2 separate regions of the Mus musculus genome follow, and region 2 is linked to region 1. A link is a contact called in public Hi-C data. All regions are on one chromosome and are shown on one strand. The core of a region is the stretch at or near the end of the contact, and the rest is flanking DNA. Distances in the headings are between cores, read along the strand shown. Region 1 has its middle 94 kb from the start of 4930448I06Rik. Region 2 has its middle 22 kb from the start of Dalir.

Evidence for each region. A called contact is a pair of places that touch in the nucleus more often than the background predicts.
Region 2: a Hi-C map of cerebral cortex shows a contact between it and region 1, with 7 times the contacts expected there. The contact joins two enhancer-like sites. A contact is called at or near these places in 1 of 15 datasets of contacts at CTCF or cohesin (pro-B cells), 14 of 484 Hi-C or Micro-C datasets (brain, cerebellar granule neurons, cerebellum and 9 more), 2 of 115 datasets of contacts at active chromatin or transcription factors (astrocytes and kidney) and 2 of 9 other capture datasets (embryonic tail and embryonic trunk).

The regions. Positions count from the first base shown.
Region 1 is chr1:41,271,757-41,278,731 of GRCm38.p6, forward strand. No RefSeq gene overlaps it. Among named protein-coding and RNA genes, the nearest start is that of 4930448I06Rik, 94 kb to the left of the region's middle. RefSeq lists an enhancer at 2,720-4,290. Within about 2 kb of position 3,000, at least 11 of the 459 cell types and tissues checked have an H3K27ac peak or open chromatin away from gene starts, as enhancers often do. A contact at or near this core is called in cerebral cortex, where this site is marked.
Region 2 is chr1:42,769,617-42,776,591 of GRCm38.p6, forward strand. No RefSeq gene overlaps it. Among named protein-coding and RNA genes, the nearest start is that of Dalir, 22 kb to the left of the region's middle. Within about 2 kb of position 4,510, at least 18 of the 459 cell types and tissues checked have an H3K27ac peak or open chromatin away from gene starts, as enhancers often do. A contact at or near this core is called in cerebral cortex, where this site is marked.

The DNA of each region.
Region 1 (6,975 bases), core at 1,750-4,249:
ATTTCCATATGACACTTAGGAGGGAAGAGCTGCAGTACTCCAACACCCCTGCGAGTCCAAATGGGTAATATCTGTTAAAAACTCAGAGCAATTTCTTAGTAAAATCTAAGCCAGAAGAAGTTTAACCCCCTCCTCGCACCAGCTTTCTGCCTCCCTTGAGAAGGCATGTCTGTCTGTGACAGTGTAACATTTGTGCTTGGATTATTTTCCCACAGGAAGGCACAGCAAATGCTCCTGATTTAAGAGCCATGTATTCAAGGAAGTCCAACTAACTATTAAACCAAAAAACTAACTCTGATAACTGGCATCCGATCTCAATTCTGGGAAAAACTTAGACAAATCAAATATCCAGCAAAAACATTACCAAATGCTGTACCTCGCAACCGCCTATACATTACTAATCAGTATTCATTTCCTGTCCTTAAAATAAACACAAAACAGATTTCTCCATTTTCCCTAAAATCAATCTTTCGCAGTATCTGTCAGTTTCTCTCTCCCAATTAGTATTCCACGTTCATTTATTTTCCTTGTGAGTTAATTTTTTTTTAAATGTATCTTGGCATGGATATTTCATTCAATACTTGTAAATGAAAATCATAGGGTAACCAGTGTTCCTTAAGACCCCCAAACTTGTAACTTGGTTAATGAATGGAGATAAATCAAAGACACCTTATTAATTATTGCTTGCCTGGTAGGGTAAGCATTAGCTTTTCACCTCACTGGGCTGGAGAACAAGATTGCCTTTGGCCATGTCCGAGGGGCTCATTAAAGCATCCCTGGGGAATGGGAAGAAATTGCTAGTATAAGGCAGTGGTCAGTTTCTCTCCCAGAACCCCACCAGGGAAAGGAAACTCTCATCAGGAAGAACTAACAAGGCTGCCTGTATTACACCTGTAATCAAACTGGCCTGGAAATGCCTGGAGACCATTGTTCTGTCTTTGCGATCTGGGAGCGTATCTGAAAATGCCGAATCCAATCCATAATTGATGTGTGTGCGCAATTATAATCCTCCAGATATACTGGAAATGCTGCAGTTCCAAGCCTCAAGGAGTGGTTACTTTAGCATGCATGGCATAAACCAAGATATCTGATATAATAAAAAAGGAAACTGTTTTGTTTCCTGCATTGGCAGCAGGGAGGTAATTGAATATATGCCTGTTTTTCTTAATGAGTGTAATTATATACAGCTTTTGACAGCTAGTAGACTTGGGGATAAGCAATATTGTACCAAAAATATATTATTCCAAGCCTTTTATATTGCATGTATCTTTGTGTGTACACACTTCCTGTTCTAGGTAAAGTGGAGTTGCTCTCCTCCATGTAAGTAGAGTGAGCCATCAGGTGTGAACGTTCCTGGGAAAGAGACATGTTCTGGCAAGTTCAGAGGAGCTGAGGATTGGGGCCTTTGAGAGATGGACTCATACTAACGTCTTAACTCCATTCACACACTCATGGTATGAAAAATGTTTGTAAAACTTTCAAAATGGCAGGTCCCCCCAGATGGTTACGTGAATGAGGGCTTCTGAGTCCAGGCCTGGAGTGGTGGGTGTTCCAGTCATAGTTCAGTCAACACTGTTTATTGATTGCTCGCTGTGGGCTGAGAGCTGGGCTAGGCCATGCTGCTGTCACAGTCTGATGTGGGGATAGAGTCAATGAAGAGGGGAGTCTGGAAATGTCACAGGTCTCTTTTGCTGAGAAGGATACTCTATTGGGCCCCTGTGCTGTTCCAGAGTACAGTGGACTGAATTCACTGGGAGAGAGAAGGCTTCCTTCTACTGTGCCACATATTGCTGGGTGGGAAAAGTTTAAGGGTGAGCATCCCCGAAGTTTCTCGCATCCAGGAGAGAACTAAAATCTCTAACTGGCAAGCGTGCTCCAGACATGGATTAAAGGATCCTGCTTATTCACCCCCAGCTGGATTGATTCTCCATCTTTTAAGTACTCCTTATTACTATAATGGAGGACAAGTCAGCATTATTATGTATTCCAAACAAAAACTCAGTATTTTCTCACTATTGAAGTATGCCACCAAAAATGTACACGTTTTGTTGAATTGCAACTTCACTTGGTAGTGAAGTCTTAAAAATGAAAGCCAAATCCTTGAATTTAAATTAATAAAATGTTTAAAACCACCCAATTAGCTAATAAACACCAGAGTAACCCCGAAGCTTGCTTAGTTTGTTGTTTGCTGGATTACTTTGATGGTATCAAACAAACCAAAACAAACAAAACTCCTAAATTTTTGCTTGAAATGAAAACTTAAGGTAATAAATAAGACAAGTTAAACAACAGAGTTTGAATGGGTAGGATAAACTGCGCTAATATAACAAATCTTTCAGGTCACATTATATTTTATATCTTTTAATTTATATATTATATATGTTTAGTTTATTTATTTTAATTGCAGGATTGAAGATGGAATGCAAGGCCGCACATATGCTAGGCAAGCACTCTACCAGCAGCCATTTTAATCTTGTAGGTTATTTTGGAAGTTCTGAATTTAAAGCATAAAATATTTCATAAGGTAGCCAAATATATCCAAACAAATGAATCTGATGGGTTTTTTTTCCAAGACAAAAGCAGTCTTAAAATCTGAGTATATAGATAATTTGTAGAGATGAGAATTAAAGTCTACCAGGGATCTCAATGAAAATCTCCAGAAAAAATATATATATATGTAATCAAATATGAGGTACATGTACTGAGTTAACCTATGGCCAGCTCATGGCCCATGTGAAGTGAAAGTCATGCTACATTTTATTACAGACTCTGCCTTCATGGGTGATCTTCAGTATGTTTTATTTTAATTGAAACTCTTAAGGAAACTGGCAGTATTCTTTGGGTTTCCATTATTCCTACTCTAGTCTATCTGTTGATGTGGCTGTGTGGTATTTATTCCTCTGGGAATCACCATGGTCACAATATCTAAGACTGTGTTTTACTATCCCCAGCCTACCCACCCAAGAATTAGTTTCACCCCCTTGGGGGCGACATTGTCCCTGCTGCGAATGAATGCATGGCATAAGCTAATTCCTATTTCCAGACAGGGGGCAGATCCGCGCCTTGCAGGAACTCCAGACTTTCTTATCAATACCTTATTGCTAAGTGATAAGCAGAGGAAGTTTTGTAAGTGGCTTTGAAGATCCTAGGACGGAGAGTGGTATTGAAAAGCCGGAGGAATCAGAGTTGGCTATCCTTTGCCTCCTGTCTGCTTCTTCCTAGTGAGTGTACTGTCAAGAACAGTCAAGCAGTTGAGCTCCTGTCCCGAGCAAGGGACCCAAGCTGCCCCCCAGTCAAGCATCCTTGCCTTGGTCCGCAGCCGGCCAGGCAGTGCTGCAGCAGGTCCCTCTGGCTAGCAAGCAGGTGAGGAGCCAGCAGAGTGAGCGTTTGATGTTGCCAGCTCTCCTTTGCCACCCAACTTTTCCCCCCTTCAAAACCTCTTAGCAAACTTCAAAGGCCTCCTTGCTTCTTGCCTTAATCCAGTGCACTGAGACCTCTAGTTCAAAGAACTTTCCTTAAACCCTCTTCTTAAACGGCAACCCAAACTTTTTTTTCCCTTTCCTTTCCACAAAGTAGCAATTACAGCTCCGTTGAGTGGCGATTGGGCTCGGCCGATCCGCTCCTGCTATTAATTAATCTTACAAAGGGGGCTCATTTCCTGGCATTCAAATTGACAAGAGACCAGAGAACAGAAAATCCTTTCAAGCAGTTCCAACTCACCGAGGGGAAGAGGTATCAGAGGAGAGAGCCCCACAGCATTTGAGGTGGAGGGCACATCTGATACCTCCCTGTATATTCTGCGGATTGAGTGATTTTTGTTCACTGAGAGCTCTTTGCTAATCTTGTACCTGTAAAGCTTTAACAGAAGGCACCGTGGCTGGCTCACAAGTGCAGCTCCAATCTGACAGAAGAGATTTGCAGGAGAGGCACCCCCCCCCCCATCCCAACCTCCAGAAGGCATCTTCTTCAACGTTACACTTCACTTTAAACAGAAAAATGTTCAGTTTACTCACATAGAAAAGCCCTTGGAAGAGGAGGAGATGAAGGGAGGCGAGAAAGCAGGAGCGCAGACAAGAGATTAAAGCTTTTTATTCAGTATCTCTTTCGTATTCAAATCGTGCTAAGGGCTCTGTGAAACTTAGAAGCAAGCTTGTTCAGGAGGGCTTCTAAAGTGTGTACATGGATTTCATGGGAATGGAAAAGAAGCCACAGCCTGGGAAATGAAAGAGAGATAAGATGTCCCTATGTAAAAAGCCGGAGTGGTTCAATTACTCCAGCACACCATCAAGGCAAGCTTTGAAGATTTGAGAAAACACTGCTAAATTTTAACAAAAAAAAAAAAAAAAAAAAAAAAAAAAAAAAAAAAAAAGAAAGAAAGAAAAAAAAAAAAAGAAAAGAAAAGAAACCAACCCTCATGTTGCAGGTTTTGTACCAATAAATGTTTGTATACTCTGTGAATGAATTACTTAAGCTGTAGCCCTCACATGCATACATACTGTTTCTTTTCTTTTTCTTCTTTCTTTTTTTTCTCTTTTTTTTCTCTTTCTGGGTTGGGGGGGGGCACAAAGGAAAACAGTGCATTTTGCAGGAAACTAATGTCCTTTATCAAAAATGTGACAGAGAGAAAAAAAATATCGGAATCATTTGGGGGAAAAATGATAACCCTCCCGAACCAGGTGTCTTTGATTAAAATAAAAACCAAGGTTGGGTCCTCATCCCTCATTCAGTTTGAGTTAGTGCCAGGTGGCTGTGTTTTGACGCGGATTCAAGGCACTCAGTGAGATTCTGTTAGTGAGAGTTCCTATTTGAGAAAAGGACTCCTTCCCATAGCCACATTGGTAAGGTCAAATAATGGTTTCATGGAAAGGGAAGCAAAGGTTTCAACCGAGAGAGAAAGTGACAGACAGAGGGCGTTGATCCTGGCTCCTAGGGAAGCCAAGTGTCCAAGTGTCCGGATCTCACAGGTCTCCAAAAGCAAGTTGCACTTAGCAGGGAATTCCAACCCAATTTGCAACAATGTTGGGTTCTTTAAGTGGAAGATATCCACCTCCTCCTCCTTAGGCTACATGCTGTCTCATTTTCTATGCAACTCCTTGGTGATATCATATGTATTGGGATGTTGAATCAATTTCAGACCTCTTTAGGGTTTCTCTGCAATTTTTTTCTGGTGTTTTTTTTTTTTCTCTCTTTTTCTCTTATGTGAATATTGACTGTTCTTCCCATCCCCGATCAGAAGCACAATCATGGAAAATTCATGTAACGAGTTTTCAGAAATCATTCTGAGAGAACTCTTAAAAATGCATGCTGTCTGTATCCCTTAATGCTTTGTCCCAAAATAATAAAAATCAGCTGGACCATTGCTCTCTCTCTATGTAGTTCAAAGAGATTAATAGAGAAGTTCTGATTTTTTCTGATCAAAGGCTTCTTGTAAAATAGAAATTAAATATTATCTCGTAGCCTACATCAGGTGTTTTCTGTGTTGATGGTGGGGCTCCGGTTCTAGGAAGACGGAACAGAGTGATCTGCAGATGAAGTCAATATTGAAGAAGTTGGTTTGTTGCTCACGTCTGCACGGCATAGGAAAGAACAAGTTCAAGTTCTGTTTGTACAGTTGAAATGAAGTTTTAACATTTTTCTCCCAAAGGCTCTCTGATTCACCGTCTACAAAACTGCTAACTTTTGGCTTTCTAACTTTAACTAAAAAGAGGGGGGAAAAAATCAACAGAAGTTCAGCCACATTCATTACCCGCTGTTAACTTAAAAAATAAAGGTAGCAAATTTAATTGAAAAAGGAAAACGGTAGCTTTAGGATAAAGATACCCTTGAGTAATTGGAAGCCAGGAAGTCCCTGTGGCCCATGACCCCAGCTGGGTCTAATATAATATTGAGGAGTCACTGGAGCAGGAACAGGTGTGGCTGCAGGTGGCAGGGGGCACCCAGGTCCTCCAGACCCGTCCCAGGGCTTCTCATTCGGGATGTAGACTACAGCTTCGCTAATGCTTTTGGCGGAAACCTTGGCCTTCCCAAGTGAGCCTGAAAGGAAAAAAAAAAGGAGGCCAGATGCAAAGGATGCTGGCAGCAGGGTCAGGAGGCAGGGGCAGGGAAGACCTTGGGCCATGGAATCTTGTGCAGGGACTTGTCTCCAAGGACATGAAGTACCGTGTGTCAAGGGTCGTATATCACAGGTGTAAAAGAGAGGAGGCAGATCAGAACCAAAGAGGTGGAAGGAGAGAAGCTGAGATGAGGAGCGAGGGCAGGGACGAAGGGAAGGCAGCAGAGCATCTCAGGATTTTATTGTTTTGCCGTAAGGGGAACACTTTGGTCTCTTTGTTATCCCCAAGGAAGCATTAAGTTTGAGGGAGAGAGAAAAGGAGAGGGACAGAGAGAGAGAGAGAGAGAGAGAAACACTGACTACAGTGCACACTTACAGAGTTAAAATATAGACTTTGAAATTATGATGAAAATTATTTATGAGAAGTACTGCAAGGCAGAAGTAGATGAAAGTATTGGGATTTTTTCCCCCTATACTTATCAAATGGCTGAAAACACAAGGAGTTGTAAAGTAATACCTTTATATGTTAATGACTAGTAAGGACTCCCTCCCAAATCTATGTTTTTATTCGAATGCATTCTGTGAATATAACCACATCACCCTAACCAAAATATTACATCCCGTTTGCCAGTCTAGAATCAGTATGAGGTGCTGTGCTATCAAATCCACCGCAATACTCAACATCCAATACAGATGTGACTGAGGGGAAAGAAATGGTTGGGCTGTAATCCAGTACTGCAGTAGACACAGAGGAGAGCAATCAAAAAGTAACTTGAGACTAGGGTAATATATTTCCCCACAGAGAAATCAAGCTGTAATTAGATTGTACCTTGAGTTAAGGAATTCTCAGAATCCTATGCAAAACAATGAAATTAAGTCATTAAAAAAAAACTACTTATCTAAGGCCCATTTTTTAAGCTTCT
Region 2 (6,975 bases), core at 3,260-5,759, 1.5 Mb after region 1:
ATCTTTATTCTCCAACTTCTGCTGGTAGGCAACACCTGTGGGCAGCACTCACTCACTGGTCAGGCTTCTGTGCAACTAGGTTAGAGGTGCTGGGCTTCACTCTATTACCCCACTTGCTGAGACTGAAATGTGCCCTAAAACTCCCGGAGAGGAGGGGAGGCAGAGCAAAATCAAATTTTCCAAAAGTTCCTTTTTTTGTTGTTGTTTGTTTGTTTGTTTGCTTTTAGAGACAGGGTTTCTCTTTATAGCTCTGGCTGTCCTGGAGCTCACTTTGTAGACCAGGCTGGCCTCCAACTCAGAAATCCGCCTGCCTCTGCCTCCCGAGTGCTGGGATTAAAGGCTTGCGCCACCACGCCCGGCTCCTGTTTTTTTTTTCTTTCCAAATAATTGCAATCTTCCTTCTAAAACAAAACTACTAACTCCAAGGGTCTCCTTGGTCTGCCTCAACTGTTTACTGGAGGCATGTGTATTATTATTATCATTATTATTAATTTTAATCTGGCATCTCTATCTTCCGAATAGCATCTGGTCGATCTTTCAATTCTTGTCTGGTGATAATGAAATCATTAAAAACCCACACCAGAACGCCTTTTGCTTATCTCTGCACCATTTGGAGCATATGCGAATAAGCTGAACACCGGCTCACTGATTGGGTACACACTCTTTCCTCTCTCTGGTTAAAAGCCCAGATAGAATTCAGTCGCTGATGAAGGAGGATGCTGGGAACGCTGCGTCAAAGTCCCTGACTAGGTCCCCACCCAAACAGCAAGCCTGGCATAGGTGTTGTTGTTGTTGTTGTTTTTGTTGTTGTTGTTGTTTCTTCAGCAATCTGACGGCTAGGGTTTTTCTTTAGACTCCAAGCTGAACTTCCTGTAAGCAGAGCCACCCTAGTTTGAGCATCTATCTCACAGATCATTCATAGATGAGCATAGTGAGTGAGCCCTGCTGTGGGGAGCAGGCAAGGCTGCTGAGATGTCTAGAGCTCTGGGTACAGATCAAAGACCACCTTTCCCTTCCTCTGGAAGCCGCATTATCAGCCTTTTCCAGCCACAACACAAGGCTCAGCTCAGCAAAAAGAAGGAAGAGCAGCAGCCGCAGCTCTTCCTAAGAGCGGCTCCCTGGAGGAAGAGGAAAGATTTTTCCAGAAGGGGCTTGCTCCGAAGCATGAAAGTTCAGCCTTTAGCCTATTATTCAAAAAAGTTTTTTTGAGGATTTTATAAGGAAACAGTTTAAACCCAGCTGCACTTATCGATCTGCAGTTTGATTTTGCTTTGTTAGGAGGGATTTGTAATCTGCTTTCAAAACGCTGTTTTGTTCCTTCCTTGATAGCAAGTTCCTGCCTGAGGCTGCCTCAAAAAAAAAAAAAAAAAAAAAAAAAAAAACCAAACTTGTCACTTGAGGTTTCAAGTATATGTGAACAACTAGAATGATTTTAACCCCGGCAATGTCTGTCTTTTTCACATCTATGCATAATGGGAAATGTTAAGGTTTATACAAAATTTTATCAGATTCTGTCAAACTTGGAATCTGTGAAAAATAATCATTTGTCTTTAAGAGAAAAAAAAGGATGCGTGCGTGTGCAAGTGCATGTGCGTGTGTGTGTTTGTATGCAAAAAGGAGCAAATTCTATTTACAAAGTCAGAGGATTGCTGAGACCTCAGCTTTTCAAGCGCCTTCCTTCCCTCTCAAAGGCCATGGTCTCCCCTGGAATTTGCTGCACCTACAAACTAAATTTCCCAGGTATCTTGTAACAAGTTTTGAGGACATTCTTTTTTATTTATGGCCATTAAGGGTCAGAGCTGTGCCTTTCTGAGCACTGGGGAGGTTTAATCTTACGACTTCCTAAAGTTTCAGAACCATAAGAATTAAGACTGAAAAGCCGTCTCTTAACTAAACTAACAATTCCTGCTGATGTTCCTTGAGCTTAAACCAGAGTCACTGAAGAGATAACAGTCCTTTAATTTCCTTAATGAAATACACACACTCATGTTGTTGTTGTTTCTAACATAAGTGTACGCTTACACATGTATGATCTTTATGAGTTTATTTAGCAAGAAACCAAATATGTGAGGGAAACCCTACTTTCTGAGCAGTACTTTAATTGCCGGTCATGCGTGGTCCACAGATCGTTACTGGATGTTTACAAGGTCTTTCGAGGGATAGCTTTCCACCCCAGAAGAGGGTAACATATCTTCATTGTTTATAAAAATGACAGCTCCTAATGGACCATATTAGCTTTAACACAAACTATTAAATCCCCTTCATTAAGGCTCTCTGTGTTCTGCCCGAGCCTCTCCTGAGCTCCGGGAAAGAGGTGCAAAGTCCTAAGGAAAGCCGGGCACACACTGAGGCGATTAGAGATCACGCTTATTAGATAAGACTCGAGAGGATGTTTTTCTTGGGCAGCTCACAAACATTTTGAAAGAGTCGTGTTCCAGGTTTGAGGTCCGATGTTTCTTCCTCTCAAACTATGAGCAGCTGTAGCACATGACCTACTTCTGTAGGGCCTGTAATGATTTCCTTCCTTCGGAGGCATCGGGAGCCCTCCTCCTGCCCTGTGAAAAAAAAAGGGACAAATATTTTAATCCAAGCAAAATGCTGAAGCAGGGTTTGTTGGTTTCAGGGAAGAAACTCAATACAGCTTCAGCGTGGAGTGTAGGCCTCCGATTGGAACCATCTGGACTGCAGAAAGGCTGGGAGACCTTAGGGGAAGGCAGAGGCAGCTCTGCCTAGGGCTGTAGCTCATACACCTGCAGACTCAGCTAGCCTCTTGGCAAGTAGCTGGACTCACCCAGGACCTCAGTAGGGAAGCCCGAAATCGTCTACAGCTGGGAGCATCATGCTAGGAAGGCTAACTATAGCCCGGCCAGCGACTGATCTCAAGGAAAGGAAGACCTTGGTAGGCTTTTAGGGCATAGTTGACGTGGTCAGACAGAAACACACTTTCCAACTTCGTTTCTCTGTAGCAGTCAGCCTAGAAAGTCCCCAGGAAAACATAGATTGGTATGCATGTTGTTTTTTGATTATCCTTAAAAGTAAGGGAAGGAAAATGTTTTTTAAAAAAATCAATGCCTGCATGATTAATATCCTCCATGACATTAAAGTTACTTTTTTGTGTGAAGAGGGTTATCATTTTTTGTCTGCTAGTTTTGTTCCCAGCTAAGTGAAGCTGTTTTTTCCACTTCCAAAGGGTGCTATGGTAAGACAAGAGGCCCTCCCCTGGAAGGAAGTCTCAAACAAAATATTCCTAAACAAACATTCTCATTATACAACAACCAACAGTGTAACACTTTCCTTAAAGAAATGTACAGCTTCTTCAGTTACCAGCCGTAAGACCAGGAAAAGAATACAAAGACCCCAAACAAACAAATAAACAACTCACTGCTATGACGGTGGATTTAAGGCTGTCAATATTCTTTTTATTTTTGAATTGGAAATCTCAGTCGGGTGAGGGACAAGAGCAGGAGCCACTTTTGAGTAAGAGAGACCAGGACCTTTGCTAAATCAAGGATCAGTAATCTAATTTTTCTTTTAATTTGTAAAGCCAGTTCTGAATATATTTTTTAAAAAGGAGGGGGGAATGAGACTGAGAACCTGTGCCATCTCCATCCCTTCAACACGTGAACCTTACAAGAAAGATACTGTTTTCAAGATGGGTCTTAAATTAGTTACTATGGTGAGGAGCAGAATGAGCCCAGTGTGACCAGCACAGAACCCTAAATACCAAGAGCCCATAGCCAAAGCTAAGGCAAAAGCTGATGCGTAGAATAAAGTGTTGCTGCCCCAAGTGTAAGGAGTGGTTGAAAGGCTCAGTTTCAAGGTTCAAAGGTATACATTTTCTTGATTTCTTGTAACTGTTTTTTTTTTTCCAGTACTGGGTAGATTGAGTGGCAGGCCCCATCCCATGAGAGGCAAGTGCTCTACCGTGGATACCTAACCTTGGCTCTTAACGGATCTTTCAAAAGAAGCTACTAGGCCTCATGGTTTGGTTCACAGTAACTACATTTATTGGATTATTATAATGAAATGTATTAGCTGTTGGAAACTATACAGTTAAGATTTAGATAATATATAGGAGGTGCAAAATTACATATTCTTTTTAGAGGAAAGAATTGTCAGCAAGGATACTTTTCTTTTTTTTCTTATTTTTTTTTAATTCCAGGAGGGAAAGTAAGCTCTGCAAAGGAGTATTTGGCTAGCCAGGCTCACAGAACATCTTGCAAGTTTGAAAGCGTTCTAAGGTATGTGTACTGTAGCTTGTCGAGGCCTGTGCTGAGGGGCGACCTGGAAGAGCTGCTTCGTTCCGAGGGGTCTGTTCACATACACTTTATCAGCAGTAGGCTGAGAGGGGTCTAGAATGGGGCGTGTTGCTTCCTCGCTCCCTCTCCCCCATGTTCCAAATTTATAAGCATGAATCTAAATTTTTAACCAAATCTTTGTTCTCTTTCCTCTTGAGGCTGCTTCACACCCCGGCCCACACACCCAGCTGCACTCAAAGAGCTCTTCCTCCCCGCCCCCACCCCCACCTCCACCCAACAGTCTCCACCACCGTGCATCCGCAGGGTGAGACCCGAGGGACCTCAGCTTGCCTGGTGAAGCATGCCCTGGAGCCAGAGGCCAGGTGAAAATCAGGCGGGCAAGGCGATGCGGGCAGAGTCAGAGAGCTTGTCCTCGCTACCAGAGGCTGTTATTATGTCACCTTGAAAACTTGGGTTCCCTGGGAAACACTAACCCAGCTGCATTCACAGGACTCTGTCATTTCCCATACATGCCTGGTTCCCATACACGCCGCGGCCGCGACTGGGACAGGCTTGACCAGCAGATCTAGTGGAATGTGAGTTTGTGAGAAGTATCAATGTCTACATTCGGGAAGTCAAGAAATACTGTGGCATATCTTCATTTTTAAAGACAAGACTCATTCTGGTCCACTTATCCCCCCCCCAACATCAATAAAAAGGGATCATAACACAAAGCAAAAAAGTCAAAGTCAACCTTCTAATGGCTTTTGGGGGGAAACAAAACACCCCACTGTTTTCAATGAAGGGGGAAAATTATATATATATAATTGTCAGCAAGAATACATTTTTTTAATTCCAAAAAATATATACACACGCATGTATATGTATATGTATATACATATATATATACATATATATATACATATACACACACACACACACATATAGATAGATAGATAGATAGATAGATAGATAGATAGATAGATAGATAGATAGAGAGAAGCCCGCCCTGTCTCTGGTAAAAATAACCAGTTGGAAGTGGATAACTTCAGATTGATTTATGAACTGGCAAAGTATTTCTGATTTCTTTTAAAAGGAACAAAACAGAACAAAACCCCAAAGCCCTCTTTCGGTCAAAATGGTCCGTAGGTGATGGAGCCTGGCTTCCTAGCCCTGTGCTTGCCAACTCTGCACTGCCCCAAAACATACAGAAATGCATGATTAAAACTAGAATCAAAATCTCCAGTTGCCTTCAGCAAACCACAGCACAGGATAGCGGAGCGGTGCCAGCTTGCAGTATAAGTATAGTTAGTTACTTGGCGCCTGCTAAAAGTACTGCCCCCTTCCTGTTTAATAATTAATTCAACTTTAAAGCCCCAAGGATCTGGACTCAGTACCCGATTCACAAAGCAGTACAGAAACAAAATGCTTCCAGAACTGGAGGGGGAATAGAGGAAGAAAGAATCTAACATTTCAAGAAATATCACCACATGGGGCCACCAAGCTTGGGGGTGTGTGTGTGTGTGGAAAGAACTGGGGTAGAGAAATATTTTTTAAAAAGCACAAAAGTGAGGTTATTCACGGCCACTGGCACCAGGAATGGGAGTGGTACACTGAGCTGGAAGCCATCCATTTGGGAAGCAGGCCTGCTGCCTTCAGACTGGTGGGGACCCAAAGGGTAATGGGCTCAGTCTCTGGAAAAGGAGAGACCCAGCCTCTTCTCATTAGTGGGCTCTGCTCATTAGTGGGAGCACTGTGCTAGAAAAGGCACCAAAGGTTGATAGAAGCCCTTCACTGGCCTTGTCTTCCACCCTACACCTGCTCTCAGATACACAATTCTCCCTCCAGGGCCATGGCCAGAGCACTCCTGAGGAGAAGGGTGAACACACACACACACACACACACACACACACACACACACACACTCATACACAAACATACTCACATTCATACTCACACACTCCCTCACACACTCACACATACACACATTCACCATACACACATTTACATACTCATACACATACAGGCTCACACACACTTATACACATACTTGCACACATACACACTCACTCACACACACACACACACACACACACACACAAGCACTCTCACACACAGAGGAAGGCTTGCTGAGCATAAGTGTACTGTGCATTGAGAACAATAAAGAAACCCAGGCGAGTTCCTGGAAGTAACTATGCAGCCACAGAAGTTAGCATCCAGAACAGCATCCGGTAACTGAGCCAAGGAGCCAGGCAGCTAGTGGGGCCTTGTGTTATGCTTTGTGATTCTTATAAATCATTTACTTCCCTTCAGCTGCATAGAAAGTAAAATACTGTAGATGCCAAAACCAGGTAGATACTTCCAGCCTAGCCCCATGAAAACCCATCTCTGAAGAGGCAATCCTTTACCAAGCCCCAGGAACCTCCTATCATATCCTAGGAAGTCTAAATATTGCCATGCATTGCCCAGAGATGGTTTATAGAAACAGACTAATTAATTTTCAAATTTTAAAAGATGTATTTATTTTATATGTCTTGAGTGCTTTGTCTGTATGTGTGTATATGTACCGTATACATGCCTAGTTTCATGGAGTTCAGAGGAGAGTATCAGGTCCCCTGGAATTGGAGTTAGGAATGTTTACGAATCACCCGTAGGTGATGAGATTTGAACCTGGGTTCTCTGCAAGAGCAACACATGCTCTTAACCACTGAGCCATCTCCCCAGCCCTTGCAACAGA